Regions from separate parts of the Rattus norvegicus genome. Here region 2 is linked to region 1. A link is a contact called in public Hi-C data. All regions are on one chromosome and are shown on one strand. The core of a region is the stretch at or near the end of the contact, and the rest is flanking DNA. Distances in the headings are between cores, read along the strand shown. Region 1 holds the start of Srd5a1 (steroid 5 alpha-reductase 1). Region 2 has its middle 26 kb from the start of Tent4a.

Region 1 (3,150 bases), core at 431-2,930:
CCAGCTTAGTGGCTGAGGAACTTCAACTTTCTGTCCATCTACCTCCAGGTCCTCCAATTCCTTAAAATACTTGTTCTTCAAGCAATGGAGAATCTCTTTTGCATGGCTATGAAAAAATAAGCAAATTTCACAGTAATCGAAAGAGGAGAGTTGTAAGATTTAATAACTTTAAGATTGCAAGCGTTTTAAATGTAAAGCCAGTTCTGATAAGACATCCCATAATCGCCCTGGGGTGTGCAGACTTCATTTTTAGCACTGCGATCCTGTTAACATCTAAGAAAGCAGCACAATGATTTTCTATTTCCCTCCAGTTTACTGTTGTGTTGGACCACAGATTGCACACACCTTACAAATAAGGTAAATGGAATACTGCATTTCAGCCCAGCTTCATTTCTTATTTGCAACAGGTCTTGGGGATGGTGTATACTGACAGTCAGGGAGAGGCAAAGTTTCGTGCTGCTCAGATGAACCGATCAGTTCACCCATCCCCCACCCCACCCAGGTCTTTCCCAGGTTGCCTTTTCTATTCTTGTTCTAATCTCCCACATGCAAGTGCCAAAGCAACCCTGGCTGCTCTATAGCTCCCTCTCCAAAGCCCCCAAGTCCACATCTTAGAAAAGACACACCAAACTTACCTTTTGTAACCAGTGATTCTCAATGTGGCTGGGAGGGGCTCTCGAAGTGAGCCCATGAATTGGTCCCATTCTCCCTCCGGCACGATCTTGAGTTCCTGATAGTAGTGCTCAAAGAGCTTGTTCTCCTTTATGATCTCGGGATATCCACCTTCCCAGCCCTGACAGGAAAGCGACAGGTGAGCAAGCTCCAACACCCGCTAACCCAGCCCACGAGCAAGCTCCCAACGCGCGAGCCCACGGGGCACCCCTCTCTCCTGGCACCTACCTCCTGGCCGCGCTTTCTGCTGCCGTCGCTGCCGTCTTCCTCGCCCTCAGGCTGCGGCGGCTGCTGGAACCGCCGGCCCCGCGCCCGCCGCCCCATGGCCCACGCGGCAGCACACGCGGAGCGCACACAGCTACCCACCGCACAGCACACACGCCGTACTTCCGGCTGCATCCCCAGGACCCCGCTGCTGGGTCCTAGCCGGGGCAGTCAAGAAATATGCCTGAAAGATACAACATGCTCTCGCCGAAAGCTTGAGCGAGAAAAGAGTGGTATTCATACCGAGAACGTATTTCCTCAAAACAACCCCAAACGCCACTAAGCGTGAATCTCTCCGTCTTACACGTAGACTCAGGCACCTGTATGGACGACCTGATCATGGTGCGTGCGCAGAGAGTCATGGAGTGTTGACCGACCTGTCGCTCTCCGGAGGCGGTACAGACCGTGGAGGGGCGTGTTTGCAGAGCTGGGCAGAGCGAGATTCGGTTTCGAGCAAAGAGGCGGGGTCTTTGCTGGGTAGGCGGGGCTTTGTGGGTGCTGCGAGGCTCTGGGACTCTGCTGTGGTGCTGAGGGGGCGGAGCTCCGGTTGCACTCCTCCCGGGCCCAAGAAGCTCTGGGCCAATGTGTAATTCTCAAAGATCGGGAGGGGGCGGGGCTCTCTGTGTGGGCGGGGCTCAACTAAGGCGCCATTCCCCCCAAGGGGCGGGGCTCCTGTGTGGGCGGGGTTTTGCCCAATCCGGCTCGCGTTTGGATTCCGGGCGGGAGGGTATCGTCTGGTGGTGCTAGCCTGTGGTCCTGTCCCCGCCCGAGCAGGTGGCTCGCCCCTCCCCTGGGCAGGTACACACTGCTGGAGAGGTGGCCCGTCTGCGCCCTCCTCCTGGCCTTATATGAGGCTCCACTCGGACACCCGGGCATGGAGTACACTGCTCGACCTCAGCTATGGAGTTGGATGAGCTGTGCCTGCTCGACATGCTGGTCTACTTGGAAGGTTTCATGGCCTTCGTGTCCATTGTGGGGCTCCGGTCGGTTGGCTCTCCGTACGGCCGCTACTCGCCGCAGTGGCCCGGCATCCGAGTGCCCGCGCGACCTGCCTGGTTCATACAGGAGCTGCCCTCGATGGCCTGGCCGCTGTACGAGTACATTCGTCCTGCAGCCGCGCGACTGGGCAACCTGCCTAACCGCGTCCTGCTGGCTATGTTTCTGATCCACTACGTGCAAAGGTAATGAATGGTGTTCCCTCCTGCGCTTGCTGCCTAGGTCCCGCGGCTCAGAGACTTAATTCCAAAGTACATAGGATTGTCTACAATGTGGGGTAGACAGAACCGCACAGAAGTGGTGGAAGTCCGTGTCTGGTCAGGGATAGTGGCACAGTGGTCCCGATTTAATCTCTGGCCATCAGCAGACTCCGCCCTAAGGAGTATCTGCGATGTCACCCAAGGAGGGTGATGTTATTGCATTTCTACTGTTTCCCCCTTGGGGAATCTATCCCTGGTAGCCTGTCTCATAGCCAGGTGACCTAGCTTCAGCTTGCTAACATCCTACTCTGGAATCACTCTGGACCTCGAATGTGGACTTGAGCAATTTCAGAGATCTTTCCCAAGAAGTATTGTGTGAAAAATGTTTCAGTGACCACCTCAAGTCTTTGGGTTTTCTAATAAACGAGGCTGGACTGTCTCTAGTTCTTTTTGAATATCCATTGAACTCTCGTTCGTGGGAGTACCTCCATAAGAACACCAAAATTTGTGTCTGTGTGCATCTCCAATGGATGAAAGCAGGCAGAGCGCTAGAGGTGTGTCAAAATAAATCACGAATTCCGGAGATTCCCTTCAGACTGAGAACGGAGCTCGGTTGCAGACCAGTCCCTTAAGATGTGCAATGAAGCCTCGGAGAAGGGAGGAGCTGGGTCCCTGGAACGGAGAAAAGAGAGGGGACTCACAGACTATTGGAATGAGAATATATGTGCCATATTTAGATTGTACAGCCAAAAAGATTACCAAAAGTAGCCTGAGGATTACATACAGCATTTTGAAACTAATACTTGGCTTAAAGAGTTAAGGGGTGGGGAAGGGGTCAACAGTCTAAGGTTTAAAAGACATCCTTGCAGAAGTTATTTTTGGTGTAAGGTTGTGGTGACCATTGCCCAAGGTTCTAGTGCTGGCAGAGTCTTAGGATAGATAAGTCTTGTCAGGAACACATGTGTGCAAGTCCCCTATTTTAATACTTATTGGCTTTATCTGTCATTAGTACTTGGCG
Region 2 (3,150 bases), core at 360-2,859, 54 kb after region 1:
TCCACCGAGCATCTGGGGGTTGAATTCACACCGTCAGATTTGTGTGGCAAGCGCCTTCACCCTCTGAGCCCAGAGAAACATGTTTTAAATTTAAATTTTATTTTGGAAAGATTGGGTCTTGCCAGCCACTGCCTAGACTGGAGCTCTCTGGGTAGACAGGGCTGGCCTCCACCTCCACTGCCTCTTGTGCGTGCAGCAAATGTCAAGTGTGCTGGTCTGTGGTGCGGGCCCTTTGCAGAGCATTTCAGTGTTTGATTCAGGCTCCTCACTAGAGCTGAGGTACCCCTTGGGTTTAAGGTGGTGATCAGCAAGGGGAGGAGAAATGATAAGCAAAGGCTATGAGAGGCCAAGGTTGGCAGCTGGTCCTACCACACTGCCACCCACCGAGGAACCCAAGGCAGAAAGCAAAAACTTGGGCATTGAACACTGTGTATGGCCAAATAGATTGCCGGTCTCCACATGAGGCTTAGGGCTGACTGTATTTCTTTCCTCCCACCCACCCTGCCTGAACTGGCTCGTTTACTCAGAAAGTTCCTCACTGCCAGGGATACCACTAGAAACAGAGAGTGTAAGAGGGAGCTAGGCGGACATGGCCTGTGTGTCCAGAGCCCCGGAGGAGAGTGTTTACACAGATAAGGGTCTTGCAAAGTGGCCACACATGCGTTTTGTGAGGCTTTTCTCATACAGGGCCAGCATGTATTTAGCAGGGCAGATAGATGGACAGGGGACAGGGGACAAGAATGCTCAGCCTTCTGAGAACCAGACAATGGCTTCAAAGCGAGGCTGATCTTTGGGAATAATAGTGCCACTGTTTGAGTGCTCATAGTGAGGCTTGTGTTGTGCAAATGGAAAAAGAGGATTGGCCTAAATCCCACAGTGGGTCCTGCTGGCCATGGGCTTGCTGTGCGATTCTTGCCCAGAGCCTTAACAATAGCAACTGGGATACACACAGGCAGCAACTGGAAGACCATGCCTATCGCTCCTGGCGCTGCTACATGTGCTGGTTCAACAGAAGAGGGCAAGTGGGTGTCTTTGAACATTTACTTGCATCTAAATTAAGAAAGCAGAAGCAACAGTGCAGTCCAGAGTGGTCTGCAGGGATTCGAAAGGTGCCAGCAGCATCTCAGGTCTTTGACCGGCTCATTCTCTTTCTGTAATTTGAACAGATCTACGTTCACATTTAACTTACTCATAGGGTCTTCTCAGAAGCCATGGGGTACGTGTGGTCCCAGTAGAAAGCCATTTGTCCTCATTTGGCATCATTACTGGGCATCAGCCCAGTGCCTGGTATTTGCTATGCACAAAACTCTGACAAATGCCGTTGTCTTCCTTCTAATTTGCAAATGCCAGAGGTTTCCTCTGACCTCTCAGGCCCAGCAGTGTCCCTCTACAGTCTTCCCTTAGAATGATGCTCCCTTTTCTTCCCTCTGCCTTAATCTGCCTGTGAGAACGTGCAGATGTTTCGGTGTTTTGATGTCCTGTGAAACAGCATACTCTTCCCTCTGCCTGAATCCTGCAGGCTGGATTTGATGATCAGGAAGAGACCGGTGCTGCGCTGCTCAGAGGCGGTGATGAAATATCACACTCCGGGCAGCTTAAACAATGGCATCTTATGAGTTAGGCACCAGCAGGGCTGTGTTATGGAAGGGGGACTCTTCTGTCTGTTGCTCTGCCTCTCTGCCTAACAAAAAAGGCTTCTTCCCGCCGTGCTTACAGGAAGCCTTTCCATACTCACACACAGTGACCTCTGCTGTCTCTTGTTATAAGGTACACCTGTCCCGTCATATGAGCCCTGACTCCGTGACCCCATTTAACCTATTTACCCCTAAAAGCTTCTACCTCCAATTCCAGTCTTAAATGAGAATTAAGGCTTTAACACGTTGGCTAGAGGAGAATACAGCTTCATCTACAACAGGCATCTCAAGTTCATGACAGGCAGAGGTGGTGGAAGGGAATACTGCAAGCTCACTCTCACAGACTCACCCTCTTAGTATGGAAGATTATGTCTTTGGTACTGAGCAGTCTGAAGCACAGTGTGATAATGTTTCCTAAGGAAAGGAAGAGTTACTGAGTGTCATTACACCTACAACTGGAGTGATGCTCTACCCTGAGGGTATCCCAGGACTTCAGAGGCAACACTTAGCACCTGAGTGTGCTATTTAGAGTCACAGATGCCCCAAGTTTCTATTAGTGGGCATGGTGCTTTTCACACCATACACCGAGCACTTCATTGCTGAGTGGGTGCTGCAGAGGTCAGGTGGCTCCTGACACACAGGAGCATGCTGGGAAACAGAGTGCTGTGTTGTGCCCAAGCAGGAAGAGCACAGGCCGAGATCACCAAGGTGAAACCCCAGTTGTCTCCTTCTCTTCCCTTTCTTGTGCTCATTTGGGGTTGATGATAATTAAGTACCTTTAGTGTGCAGCACAATAGGGCAGCTCAGATGTGAGTGTGCAAGAAGATAGTGATTATAATTTGATACAAGCAGCCGAACTCTACATAGACACTGAAATGCTTTTGCATAGGGCCAGGGCTATCCAAACCTCCCCAGGGTGTCCTGGGCCCGACAGCCCTGCTCAGTCCCTTGGGTATCCAAAAAGATGACTCAAGGTCAGCCAACATGTGTGCCAGCTCAGAGGCATAGTTCTTCTAGGAAGTAGCTGCCATTTATTCTTCCTCCCCTCTTCCTCCTCTTCTTCCTCTTCTTCCTCTCTCTTCCTCTTCTCTCTTTCTCTTCCTCTTCTTCTTCCTCCTCCTCTTCTTCCTCTTTCTCTTCCTTTCCCTCTTCCCTTCCTCCTCTTCTTCCTCTTCCTACTTTATTTCCTTTCTCCTCCTCCTCCTCCTTCTCCTACTCTTCTTCCTCCTCATCTTCCTCCTCATCCTTTTGTAGAATCCAAATTAAAAGCTATAAATTACTGCATGCACTTGGTTGCCCAGAATCATTCATAAAAGCAGGGTTTTTCCATCTGCCGGAAGGGTTTACCACCATGGACAGCGCCAGGCCTTTGCCAGTTCTAGGTCAAAGAAAGGACTCTAGGAAAGCCTTTCTGAAAATATACAAACATGACGCAAACAGGTTGCACTTAGGGATATACATATATTGTATACACACAGAGGCAAACATGCATGCAGTAACAATTAGTGGAAAAAAG

The links. Hi-C and Micro-C count contacts between places; a contact is called where the count stands out from the background.
Region 2: a contact with region 1 is called in a Hi-C map of Schwann cells, with 2.2 times the contacts expected there. The contact joins the enhancer-like site here to the promoter of Srd5a1 in region 1. A contact is called at or near these places in 6 of 12 Hi-C or Micro-C datasets (the A7r5 cell line, Schwann cells, frontal cortex and 3 more).

Annotation. Positions count from the first base shown.
Region 1 is chr1:35,513,234-35,516,383 of GRCr8, forward strand. Srd5a1 (steroid 5 alpha-reductase 1) reads left to right here and starts at 1,681. Exons shown (of 5, transcript NM_017070.3): 1 at 1,681-2,117. The coding sequence starts at 1,837. It overlaps Nsun2 (NOP2/Sun RNA methyltransferase 2), which reads right to left and starts at 1,073. Exons shown (of 19, transcript NM_001108403.1): 1 at 901-1,073; 2 at 636-793; 3 at 2-106. The coding sequence starts at 1,071.
Region 2 is chr1:35,567,277-35,570,426 of GRCr8, forward strand. No RefSeq gene overlaps it. Among named protein-coding and RNA genes, the nearest start is that of Tent4a, 26 kb to the right of the region's middle. Within about 2 kb of position 1,610, at least 41 of the 93 cell types and tissues checked have an H3K27ac peak or open chromatin away from gene starts, as enhancers often do. A contact at or near this core is called in Schwann cells, where this site is marked.